Regions from separate parts of the Mus musculus genome. Here region 2 is linked to region 1. Evidence: chromatin contacts called from public promoter capture Hi-C data. All regions are on one chromosome and are shown on one strand. The core of a region is the stretch at or near the end of the contact, and the rest is flanking DNA. Distances in the headings are between cores, read along the strand shown. Region 1 holds the start of Zbtb8a (zinc finger and BTB domain containing 8a). Region 2 holds the start of Phactr4 (phosphatase and actin regulator 4).

Evidence for each region. Promoter capture Hi-C pulls out the DNA fragments that hold promoters and counts their contacts.
Region 2: a contact with region 1 is called in a promoter capture Hi-C map of cranial neural crest. The contact joins the promoter of Phactr4 here to the promoter of Zbtb8a in region 1. A contact is called at or near these places in 2 of 39 promoter capture datasets (cranial neural crest and embryonic stem cells).

Annotation. Positions count from the first base shown.
Region 1 is chr4:129,375,029-129,380,945 of GRCm38.p6, reverse strand. It overlaps Zbtb8a (zinc finger and BTB domain containing 8a), which reads left to right and starts at 2,918. Exons shown (of 5, transcript NM_028603.4): 1 at 2,918-3,206.
Region 2 is chr4:132,420,219-132,426,309 of GRCm38.p6, reverse strand. It overlaps Phactr4 (phosphatase and actin regulator 4), which reads left to right and starts at 3,864. Exons shown (of 13, transcript NM_001161797.1): 1 at 3,864-3,965.

The DNA of each region.
Region 1 (5,917 bases), core at 1,669-4,168:
TGAATTCTCCTCTGTAAGAATATGAACTAGGGAGAATTTTAAGAATGAAAAACAACGATCTACAACAGCGAGAAAGACCAAAGAAGTACTGGAAGAGGGGGTGGCTGAATAGCGTGGGAGCTACTGAAGTTAGCAGGGTGAAGATAAAAGAAACTCCATTTCTTCTTCCTTGCAATCCAGTTCATGGCCAGCCTTATGTTCCCTTCTGGAACACGGTTATCGAACTTGTTCTGTGTTTGTTCATCTATTTTTGAGGAAAGGGCCAGGTGGCGTTTAGCCCAGGCTAGCTTAGAATGCCCGGTCTTCCACCATGCCTAGCTCTGTTGACAGTTTTAATTCACTAACACTAAAATAAAACCTCTGGCTAGGCCTAGGGGCACACACCTCCCTCCCCAGCTCCTTGGGTGGTTGAAACACCAGGATAGGCTGAACTCAGAAGTTCCAAGACAGCAGGAAGAGGCGGGTAAAACCCTGTTCCAAAAACAAACCTTAGCTGGGCATGTTGGTGCACGCCTTTAATCCCAGCACTTGGGAGGCAGAGGCAGGTGGATTTCTGAGTTCAAGGCCAGGCTGGTCTACAAAGTGAGTTCCAGGACAGCCAGGGCTACACAGAGAAACTCTGTCTCGAAAAAAACCAAAACCAGCCAACCAACCAATCAAACAACAACAACAACAACAAAAAACCCCAAACCTTTTCCCCCCCAAACTGTTGAGATTTACTACTGTGTATGATTCGGTGGGGTATAGGAGAGCACAGTGGAAGCCCTCAGGAGTACAGGGCCTGCCACTTGTCCAGGGGACCACAAGTGAGGATACATTTGACCCTACAGCCAACAGGGATAAGGCACTTCTCAGCTACCACGTCTTCAAATTCATCAGCATTACATTTGGGGAAGCTCCACTTCCTTGAGATATGGATCTTCTGGTGGCCAGGAACTTGAACTTGGCTCCCTGTAGAGCCTCAGTCACATGGCCCTTATCTGAAAGCTTGGCGTAGAGGGACAGGGTGACCTGGCCAAAGTAAACCCTGGCCACTGTGCCCAGGGGCTTCCCAAAGGCATCCTGCACACCTGTCCGGGGCCTAGGTTGGGAGCAGACAAGAATAGCTGCTAAAGAATTGTTTCCAACTTCCCTTTAGACAACTGTGTAGGCAAAAGGCTCCTGCACACCGGGCCTCCACCGGGAAAGGGATCCTCCTGGTTGGCTTAGTTGTTTTGAGCTTAATCCTGGCTGAAAGAGAACAGCACAGAGAGACCTGCCTGCTCTCTGTGTGTGTGTGTGTCCCCCAGACAGGGTCTCCTATGTAGCTCTGCCTGTCCTGGAACTATGTAGACCAGGGTGGTCTCGAACTCAGAGCCTCCTGAGTTCTGGCATTACATGCATGTGCCACAACACCTGGTGTCCTAATGATTTTCTTTCTTTTTTTAAAAAAAGATTTATTTATTATATGTAAGTACACTGTAGTTGTCTTCAGACACACTAGAAGAGGGCGTCAGATCTCATTATGGATGGTTGTGAGCCACCATGTGGTTGCTGGGATTCGAACTCGGGACCTTTGGAAGAGCAGTCAGTGCTCTTAACCGCTGAGCCATCTCACCAGCCCTGTCCTAGTGATTTTCAAATAAGCACTGGTCTACCTTTCCTTCCATTATCTCCCATTACCTCAAAAGTCCAGGAAACGAATCTTAATCACAGAGCACCCCTGGGGTAAACAGGTGTGACATTAAGAAACTGTTAGGTGTCAAACCTGGGACAAATAGCTGGGGTGCCTAGTTAACATGTCAAAGCTGACCTGGCCACCAGGTTCTCCCAGCATCCCTCAGTCCAATACCTGTTACAGGGTCCTCTAGGCTGGCATATCCGGCCCCCTAGCTTGAATCCTCCAGTCCAGGGGGCTGAGCTATTCTTCCCTATATAATCCAACCATTTTGGCTCCCTACCCTCTTTGTAATTTGGGTCTCCTGCTGTACTTGGTTCTGCTGCTCTCTCTCCTCCCTCCCCCACCCCACATCACAGGGCACAGCTCAGTTCACTCTGTACTCTCCCAGATGTTCCTGCCTCTGGCTGTGCTCTCCCACATATCTATAATAAACTTTCTCCTCCACTATACCTAGGACCAGGCATGTCCCTTTCCTTTTTATTTCTCCTTTTTTTTTTTTTTTCATTCAGAAATGACTGTATTGTATTCTCAGAGAGAATGATGTTCGAATACATAGTTACTTAGTGAGGAGATCGGAGAAATAGGACCCTGATGGGCTTGACTGAGGCTTGGGAGAGGAACGCCTCAAAATATTAAACGCATGCTTTGAGACTTTGAATCTTCTCCCCCATTCCGCATTACTTGACAATCAGCGTGAAGAAGTAGAAAACTAATTTAGTTTGTGGAATTTAAGCAGTATGAAAATTCAGCGGTTTACTATTTTAGGAAATGTATCACCTGATATTTGTGTGCCATAAATATTAGGGTCACGTCAGAAGAGAAACTTGATTTTACGACCAATTTTTATATTTGAAAACACGAAACACTGTTTTGTACTAGTTTTATATAAAGAATCACGGCCTCTTAATCTCAGCCCCTCCGGGCTTGCCTCTTCAAAGGGCTTGATGGGGACCTACAGAGGTTTCTAAAAGGCTATAACTGAAATTAAGTGCTTCGTCAAAGGGCGATTTTGTGGAACTCTCTCCCATTTTACGTCGCTAAACTTAAGTACAATAATGTCACATGTATACAGTATTTGTGGGCACGCCTAAGTCCCTCCCTCTCTCCTTGAACCAATATCTCCACATATTAGAAATCCAGCCCTTCTGCCCTCCGGAGGCGCCTTTCCCAACGTAAAGTACAATTTTAAAATTTAAGCTCCCGACTAAAAGAATGATCCCCAATCAACTGCTGGGGAACCTGGGCGCCCTAGTGCCTGCGGAGGGTGCAGTCGGGCGTGGGCACGGACAGGGGGAGTGGGCGAAGCTGCTGGTTGGTGCCTGAAATCTGTGCGTTGCCCCTTTAATTGTGTCCTCAGCCCTCGGGCGTTTCTGTCCAACGCCCACGTCAGCAAATACCTTTTGTTTCTCCCACGTTGGGGCTACTTGTTTTAGGGCGCAAAGCCTCGGCTTCGGAAAGGGGCTGCTTCCCCTACCCGGAACCGGGAATCGCTCCGCAGCGCGCGCGCGCGCGAGCGAGCGAGCGAGCGAGCGGCTAGAGCCCCGCGGTAAGTGGCTGCACGGGCGCGGGCGGGAGGAGGGCGGCCCGGGCGTCGGGGCTGCGGGCCGGGCCCAGAGCCTGGCGGAGGGCGGCGGAGCCGCCGGGGTGCGCCCCGGGACTGCAACCCCAGCCGGTGCGCCGGGCGACGCAGGGGGCACCCGGCGCCATTTGCAGCCGGGGGCGCAGAGCGGCGGCTCCGAGGGTCGGCGACGGCCACAAAGGAGACGCGGGCGGCGGCGGCGGCCCCGGGCGCGGCTGCGGGACAATGGCTGCACCGTCGCCGCCCGCGCCCGCCCCGCCGCCAGCCTTGGCCCGGCCCGGGGAAAGGCGGGAAGGCGCCCGAGCCTCCTGACGGCCGCGGCGGCGAGGCGGCGCCACGGGGCCGGGCGTGTCTGCAGACGTCGGGCGCGGGGCGCGGGGCGCTGCAGCCCGGCGGTCTCACTCCGCCCTCCACTCTCTGGTTTTCCATCACGACGCGACAGTTCTGGGCTTAGAACCGAGGGCAGAAATATGGAGCCCCAGCTGGCCCCGCGGCAGAATGTCCCTGGCATCTCCCACCTGGAGACACTGTCGGCTTTAGTCCCTTCGCGCTCTGGCGCGCTTACTCGCCCTTGACCGTGCGGTTATTCGTAATCCACGTCTTTGCGAGACGTGTTTGGAATAGGATTCACACCTAGCGGGCACCCAACCACACACGCCGCCAACACCTAGAAGTCTTTCTATTTGCAGAACTTTAGTAAATGGAGTGGTTTCACTTTGACGAAATATTGCACTTAATTTCTTATGAGACGGCTACGGGTTCCGGCTGTTTATTCTACCTAGCAAAGGGGAAAGGGGGAAAAATAAAACGCTAATGGTTAGGGAGTCTCATCCCTAGGCAGGGAGCTGAGACGTGGCAGCCCCCCAAGGCGCCCTGTTCTTGCAGCGTCCCGGAACAGTCTCCAAAGTACCAAAACCTTCGCTGATTTTATCACTTAAATCGCACTTTTATTTACCTATTTATTCTTTGTTTTAAAGCGGACTCAGGCTAGACTTGAAAATTTGATCTTACCTCCACCTCGGGAGGGCTGGGATGCACTAGGCAAATTTTTGGCACAATTATATACTTTTTAATATTCAAAGACGTTAATATAAGTTTTAAAACTCCTCTTTTAAAAAGCTATTTTATATATCTTTTTTTTGAAGGCACTGTTTCATGTACCCCAGGCTAGCCCTAAATCTTGGACCTCTGATTCTCTTGCAGCCCCTACCAAATGCTGGGATTACAGGCATAGATCACCACACCTGATATTATCCTGTACTTGAATTGAACCCATGCATGTCACATAGGCACTCTACCACTAAACCCAGCCCTCTCCAAACCTTAAATGGCTCCTTCACATCCTACTAAAAAAATAAAAAAATCCAAAACCCCCATGGTGTGTGTGTGTGTGTGTGTGTGGTGTGTGTGGTGTGTGTGCGTGTGGCGTGTGTGTGTGTGTGTGTGTGTGTGTGTGTGTGTGTGTGTGTGTATTTTGAACCCGGGCCTTGCATGGGCTAGGTAAATGTTACCATTGAGATACATCCCCAGGCCCCTTATTTTAAATTTTAATTTTATTATGAGATGAGGGTTTTCTCAGGGTTGCCTTGGTCTTACTTCTTCCTGCCCCGCCTCCCAAGACCCTGGGGTTAGCCGACATTACTGGCACACCACAGTGACCTCCTCTCCCCACCCATCCCTCCTCCATCTGTTCCTGTCCACCTCACGGCCTTTGCACCTGCTGTTTGGTTTGCCTGGAGTAGTTTCAAAGATACACATTCTTTCCTGCTATGGACACCAATCACTCAGATGTCATCTTCTCGGTGAGGCCTTTCCAAGTATAGTTTCAAAACTCGAGTCTCTCTCTATTTTTTTTTTTTTTTAGATTTATATATATATGTGTGTGTGTGTGTGTGTTGCCTGCCTTTGTGCCAGTATACCAAGTGCTTGCCTGGTGCCAGATGAGGGTGTTGAATCCCCTTACATGGATGTTAGAGATGGCTGTGAACCTCCATGTGGGTGCTGGGGATTGAACCCAGATCCTTGGAGAAACAGCCAGTGCTTTTAACTGCTGAGCCATCTACCCAGTCCCTCTTAAGTGTTCTAACATTTCATTCTAAGACTTTCCTATCTTAGACCCTGTAGACCATATGTGCTACTAAGATTACCGAAGGTCAGGTCACATAGAAGGAACAGATATTACTGGGCCGTGGCGTTGCATACCTTTAATCCCAGCAGAAGCAGGCAGATCTCTCTGTTTTGGAAGCCAGCCTGGTCAACAGATCAAGTTCCGGGCCAACCAGGGCTACATACACAGGGAATCCCTGTCTAGAAGAAAACAACAGAACAGATATTTACTTCTTGCACTGGTAGATGCTGGGAAGCACAAGATTATGGTGCCCTGTGTGGCTTCTTTCTGCTTCCCGGAAGGCACCTCTTCGTGGCATACATAATGAGGGTAAATACAGTGCTGTGCCTTCATTAGTAAAATGGGTAGAAGGGATGAGGTGGAGAGCAGACCTACTCCTCCAAATCTCTTTATTAGGATGCTAATCCCGTCCCCGAGGGCAGCACCCCTCCCCCCAGGGTGGCCTAATCACCCCCTAAAAGCTCCTATAATACTCTTCCTCCTCTGCGAGTGAACTTTCAGCCTGAACTTTGGAGGCGACACAGATTTCTAAAGCTCAGCTCTTAAGTTG
Region 2 (6,091 bases), core at 2,615-5,114, 3.0 Mb before region 1:
GAGGCCGTTCTGCTTCTCTGAGAAGCAAATAGAACAGGAAAGCCTTAAACAAAAGATAAGAGGGGTTGGGCCGAGAAAGTGCTTGCTCCCAGCATCCCTCTGGCATACAACACCCTCTAACCTGAACTTTCCCCCAGAGCCTCCTCCCTATATAATTCAGACATTTTGGTCTCTCTGTCTTTCTCTCTCCTCTCCCTCTCTGCAGGTGTCTTTCTCTTTCTCTTCCTCTTCTCCTATGTCTCCTTCTCCATGGTGACTTTCCTGGCCTGGTTCCTTGGGACCAGTGAACTCACCCACTCAGAGAAGTTTCCCAGTAAGCCTGAGTTTATTATATATATTTTAATCTTATTTGAGCTGGCTCGTTTTGCCAGCACAGAAATAATTTATCACTAATAAAGGAACTATTTTTCTGAAAAACAATTTTAAGTATGACAAGCCATGCATTTTTGTACAGTACATTTAATTACAATTTAATAATAGATGTTGCCTGAAGGGCATAACCATCTGGTGTCCACAACCCACCTTTGCATCTCCAGAGTTGTCATGATTTCTGTACACACTTCCATTTTCTTTTTCTTTCTCTTTTTCTTTCCTTCCTCCTTTCTCTCTCTCTTTCTCTTTCTCCCTCTCTCTCCCTCTTTCCCTTTCTCTCCCTCTCTCCCTCTCTCTCTCTCTCTCTCTCTTTCTTTCTGAGTTACTTACTTATTTTGTGTATGTGAGTACACTGTGGCTGTCTTGAGACACACCAGAAGAGGGCATCAGGTCCCATTACAGATAGTTGTGAGCCACCATGTGGTTGTTGGGAATTGAACTCAGGATCTCTGGAAGAGCAGCAGTCAGTGCTCTTAACCGCACTAAGCCATCATTTCTCCAGCCTGCACACCTCCAATTTCGTGAGATGATGTTGAGGTACACGCTAACATTCATGACTTGTTGTTTTAGAGACAGCAATATAACAAGGAAGTATTGAGGAAAAAAGTACATTGATTGATTGATTGATTGATTGATTGGAGAGTACATGTGGGCTACAGGGAAAATATGGAGGGTGGAGGCCTCGGTTCTCTCCTTGGACAACTCAGGGCATAAGTACTTTTAAAAATAAGATTTACTTTTTTTTTTTTTTTTTTTTTGGTTTTTCGAGACAGGGTTTCTCTGTGTAGTCCTTGCTGATCCTGGAACTCACTCTGTAGACCAGGCTGGCCTCGAACTCAGGAATCCACCTGCCTCTGCTTCCTGAGCGCTGGGATTAAAGGCGTGTGCCACCACGCCCGGTTTATTTTTTTAATTATGTGTGTTTGAATGTTTTGCCTATGTGTGTGTGTACCATATGCATGCAGTGCCCATGGATGCCAGAAGAGGGCATCAGATCTCCTACAACAAGAGTTTAAGAAGGTTGTCACTGCCTTGTAGGTGCTAGGACCCAGGTCTGCCAGAGCAGCAAGAACTCTTAAGCCCCAGATCATTTATTTCTTCAGCCCTGGCTGTAGCCATATTGGTCTCTCCTAGTAGGTTATCTTCTTATTTGGTTTTAATTTGTATATATCTAGCACCCTTCATGTATTATTTGTAAACTGTTTATCTTTCTTGCTACAAAGTGTATTCAAGCCTTCTGTAAAAAAAAAATAGAGTGTCACTGGGCAGAGTTGGCACATGGCTTTCATCCCAGCACTTAGGACAGGGGCAGATGAATCTTTATGTTCCAGGCCAGCCTGGTCTACAGAGTGAGTTCAAGGATAGCCAGAGCTACACACAGAGAAATCCTGAATAATTGAAAATTCACACACACACACACACACACACACACACACACCATTTATTTATTTATTTATTTATTTATTTATTTATTTATTTATACTATGACTTAAACCTTGAACATCTTGTGTGCAAGGCAAGCATCCTACCACTGAGTTACTTCCCTAGTCTCTGGGTTATCTTTTTTTTTTTTTTTTTTTTAAAGATTTATTTATTTCATGTATGTGGGTACACTGTTGCTGTCTTCAGACACACCAGAAGAGGGCATTGGATCCCCATTACAGATGGTTGTGAGTCACCATGTGCTTGCTGAGAATTGAACTCAGGACCTCTGGAAGAGCAGTCGGTGCTCTTAACTGCTGAGCCATCTCTCCAGGTTATCTTTTAACTGAGATAGTTTTGTTGTATATTCCATACTGGTCTTTTGTTGATTATATGCTTTGCAACTATGTTAATCCTGCTCTAGAACTTGTCTTTTCATCTTATTTTATCTATTTTAGAAGGGCAAGCAGAGTTCACTGAGAATTAATGAAAGAGCTCCTTGAAGCTGAAAAGGAACCTGCAAATGACTTGAATTTACCTTTTTGTTCTTTTTTTTTTTAAGATTTATTTATTTATTGTATATGCGTACATTGTAGCTAAACAGATGGTTGTGAGCCATCATGTAGTTGCTGAGATTTGAACTCAGGACCTTTGGAAGAGCAGTCTGCACTCTTAACCGCTGAGCCATCTCACCAGCCTACATTGTTACTTTTTAAATATTTATTTTTTATTAATTCCAGTTGTGTGTAGGTGAGTATTTGCATGCAGTATGTGCACATGAGTGCAAGTGCTCACATAGCCAGAGGTTCACAACCCTTGGAGCTGTAGTTAGAGTTGTGAGCTACCTGATATATAGTGCTGGGAACAGAACTCAGCCCCTTTAAAGAACAGCAAGTTCTTAACCACTGAGCCATCTCTCCAGCCATTATTATTATTGTTGTTGTTGTCATCGTCGTTGTCACTGTTGTTATTATTATATTACCAGACAGCAGCTGGCTGGCCTGCATTGGTTTTTGTTGGGTTTGTTTGTTTTGAGACAGGGTCTCACTATGTAATTCTGGTTGGCTTGGCCTGGAACTTTGTAGATCAAACTGATTTTGAACTCAGCAATAATCCAACCCTTGTCTCCAGAGCATTTAGGAATACTGGTGTGTGACACCACAACTGGGTTGTAATTTATTGCTTTTTTTTTTTTTTTTTTTTTTTGGTTTTTTGAGACAGGGTTTCTCTATATAGCCCTGGCTGTCCTGGAACTCACTTTGTAGACCAGGCTGGCCTCGAACTCAGAAATCCACCTGTCTCTGCCTCCCAAATGCTGGGATTAAAGGCATGCACCACCACTGCCCGGCGTATTGATATTTTTAATGTTATAGATTGCGTATTTGAAAGGTATAAGTTTTTCTATGTTTCCCTCTGTATGTATCGTATGTATACTTTTCCGTCTAAGATGGGTGTAACCCATGGGTTTGGCATTTAAAAAGATCCTCCAGCAGTGGCAAGAAGGGGGTCTGGAGGGTGATATAGCCCTGGAGGTTGGAATGAGTGCCACTTAGAAACAGATGGTGGCTTCTACTAGGTAATCGTTAGTGGGAAAAAAATTTAGTTGGGAGGGGGGGGGTGTAGAATGTCTGCGCTTAATAGGCTGGGTTCTGTACTTTCACAAAACACCGCGGGTAACTTGTTTGTAAGTTTTTTGCACTTAAAACTGGTTATCAATAGTTTGAAACAAACTGGACTTCTTTTGTAGAGCACAACACACACATCCTTTCTTGGGCATCGCCGGGAGAGTCTGTTCCCGAACGTGTCCTCCCAAGTCCCGAGACCTTCCCCTTGCTCAGAACTGGGCAAGGTGCCCAAATCCGTTTATATGCAGTGCACCGGACTCTGGCGGCGCATGCCCAGATCGGCAGAGTAGGGGTCAGGCGCCTCGCAGCGGAGGGCCGGCAGTTCCCGCCATTTTGTCCCGCTCGCCACACCGCTGGCCACTGCAGTGGACTACAAGTCCCGTGAGGCTCCGCGGCGGCACTTCCTACCCTCCTCACTGTCCGGCCCGCTCCCTCCGCCCCCCCTCCCCTGGGGCCGAAGGCTCTGGCTGGAGCCAGGCGGCCAGAGACCAGGTAGGATTTCCGGGAGAAAGTGCTGGGGAACCCGAGGAGGCAGCGGCGACTTGGGTAAGTTCCCCAAACTTGGGAAAGTGAGCACCTCCCGCGCGCGCGCAGCAGCGGCAGGCTCGGCTCGACTAGGGGTCGCGGGCCGAGCCTGGGTGGGGGGTTAACGGCGCCCGCGGCGGTCAGTGCAGCCAGGGCGTGGCGGGCGGTAGCCTCCTCCCTCCTCGGCCCTCCCACAACGGTCCCGCGGCGGTGTCCCCGCCTGTGGCCGGCCGGCGCACACTCGCGCTCTCCGCCCCCCAGCCTCCGCGGGGCCCTTTTGTCTGCGCCGCTTTTCCCCCTTTTGTGGCAGTGCACGGAGTCGCGGTCTCCAGGGGAGCCCGCACGTCCTGCTGGGGACTGCGCCCTGGGGATCTGGTTACTGTAACTGGATCGGGTCAAAGTCCATCTTTCAAAAGTGACCTCCCTCAGACCTCTGCATCCTGGCTGAGCAGAGAAGAGACTTAGGAGTCTGGCATAGTTTCAGTGGAAACCTGGAAGTTATTGTCCAACTTCTTTCTTAAATGTCAGCCTCCGGTAGCTAGGGATCAAAACTCAAGGCGCTAAGGCGCTTTTCTCCTCCAGTGGATGGAGTCTAAGAAAAAGAAGTGAGACTTGGAGCCTCAATCCCGGAAACCGAGAAAGAGTGGAAATTTGCTGCGATACGTGTGGCAGCTGGGATGGAGGGGTTGGGTGATTGTGGAGTGTGTGTGTGTGTGGGGGGGGGGGGGGGGTGCGGCGGCGGCCGCAAAGAACTCAAGCGAATCATTGCCTCGGAAACCTGAAAATTGGAGCAGAGTGATTACCAGGACATCATTCATTGCCTGCAGTCTTCGGCACTTCATTTTCCCACGCTGCTCCTCGACTCTCCAGAATACATCCCTTTCTCTTTTTTTAAACAACAACTCCACAAAGAAAAACTCAGCTCACTGAAAGCACCTGCTTTGTAGAAAAACCTAGATACCCAGTAGATTCTAGAAAGCATTAAAAAAAAAAAGGTTGAAAAAAAAAAGGCGATAAAATATGTATTTACTGGACACCGATGAATTGTGTGGATTTGATCCAGTTTGGTTAGATAGTGGTAACTGTATGTTCCGTCGAAGAACGAATCTTGAGACTTAGCATAGGGGTAAAGCTTTTATAAAGGCCAAGGTAGAGATCCTTTGAAAAATCGATTAGTATTTCAAATTCCTTGAGTGAAGACAGTTGGGACTCCTTTGAGTCAGGAAAGGTGTTTTGAGACGAAATTTCCACCCTAGACATGTAGGCAAAGCCTTCATTATTCTGACATTTCATAATGGAAATGACTTTGAGACTCTTAGGTTGTGTTAATGTATCAAGGTGGTAGATCTTTAATACAGGCTGTCAGTTGTCTATCCTAGTTGGAGTGGCACATCCCTGTAACCCCAATACTCTTGCGGCTATGGCAGGAGGGGGAGCATGAATTCAAGACCAGCTAGGTCTATGTAGACCTATTGTAGACATGATCTATTGAGACCTTGTCTCAAAAAAAGAAAGTTTCTTGAATGTGTCTGGGAGGGTGGGAAGTGGGGACAGTACAGCGGTGGCTTTAGAGAACTCTGTGGAGTTGGTTCTCCTACTTTCATGTGGGTTCCTGGAACAGAGCTCAGATGGCCAGGCACGCACGGCAAGAGCCTTTACCATCTGAGTCATTTTGCTAGCCCACAATTTTTTTTTTTTCTGTTTTTTTGTTGTGCTGGGAATAGAATCCAGGGTTTTGACCATGTGCAGCACGTGCCTCTAGCCCCAGCTATTCTTCAGTCACTGGGAATAGGCATTTATTTATTTCCTTGAGATTGGGTCACTCTGGGCTTGGGCTTTCCACCTGCCTTTGCCTTTCCAAGTGGTAAGATTATTTTGGTGGCACCACCGCACCTACCTCTTAAGCTGTGAATTTCTAGCAGGATCACTACATTCTGGCTTATTTACTCAAACAGGATAGTGGTGTCCATGTTATTTTTGAAAGTTGTATATGTTGTATAAATCTTATTAATACACATTGTGTAACTATTACAATCCTCACCACAATTACGTGAGGTATTGGTTCTCACTTTACAGCTGATGCGGCCTTGCCTCTAAAATGTTAAGTAACTGGCCCAAAGCCATTCCATTAGCCTAGGTAGGAAAGC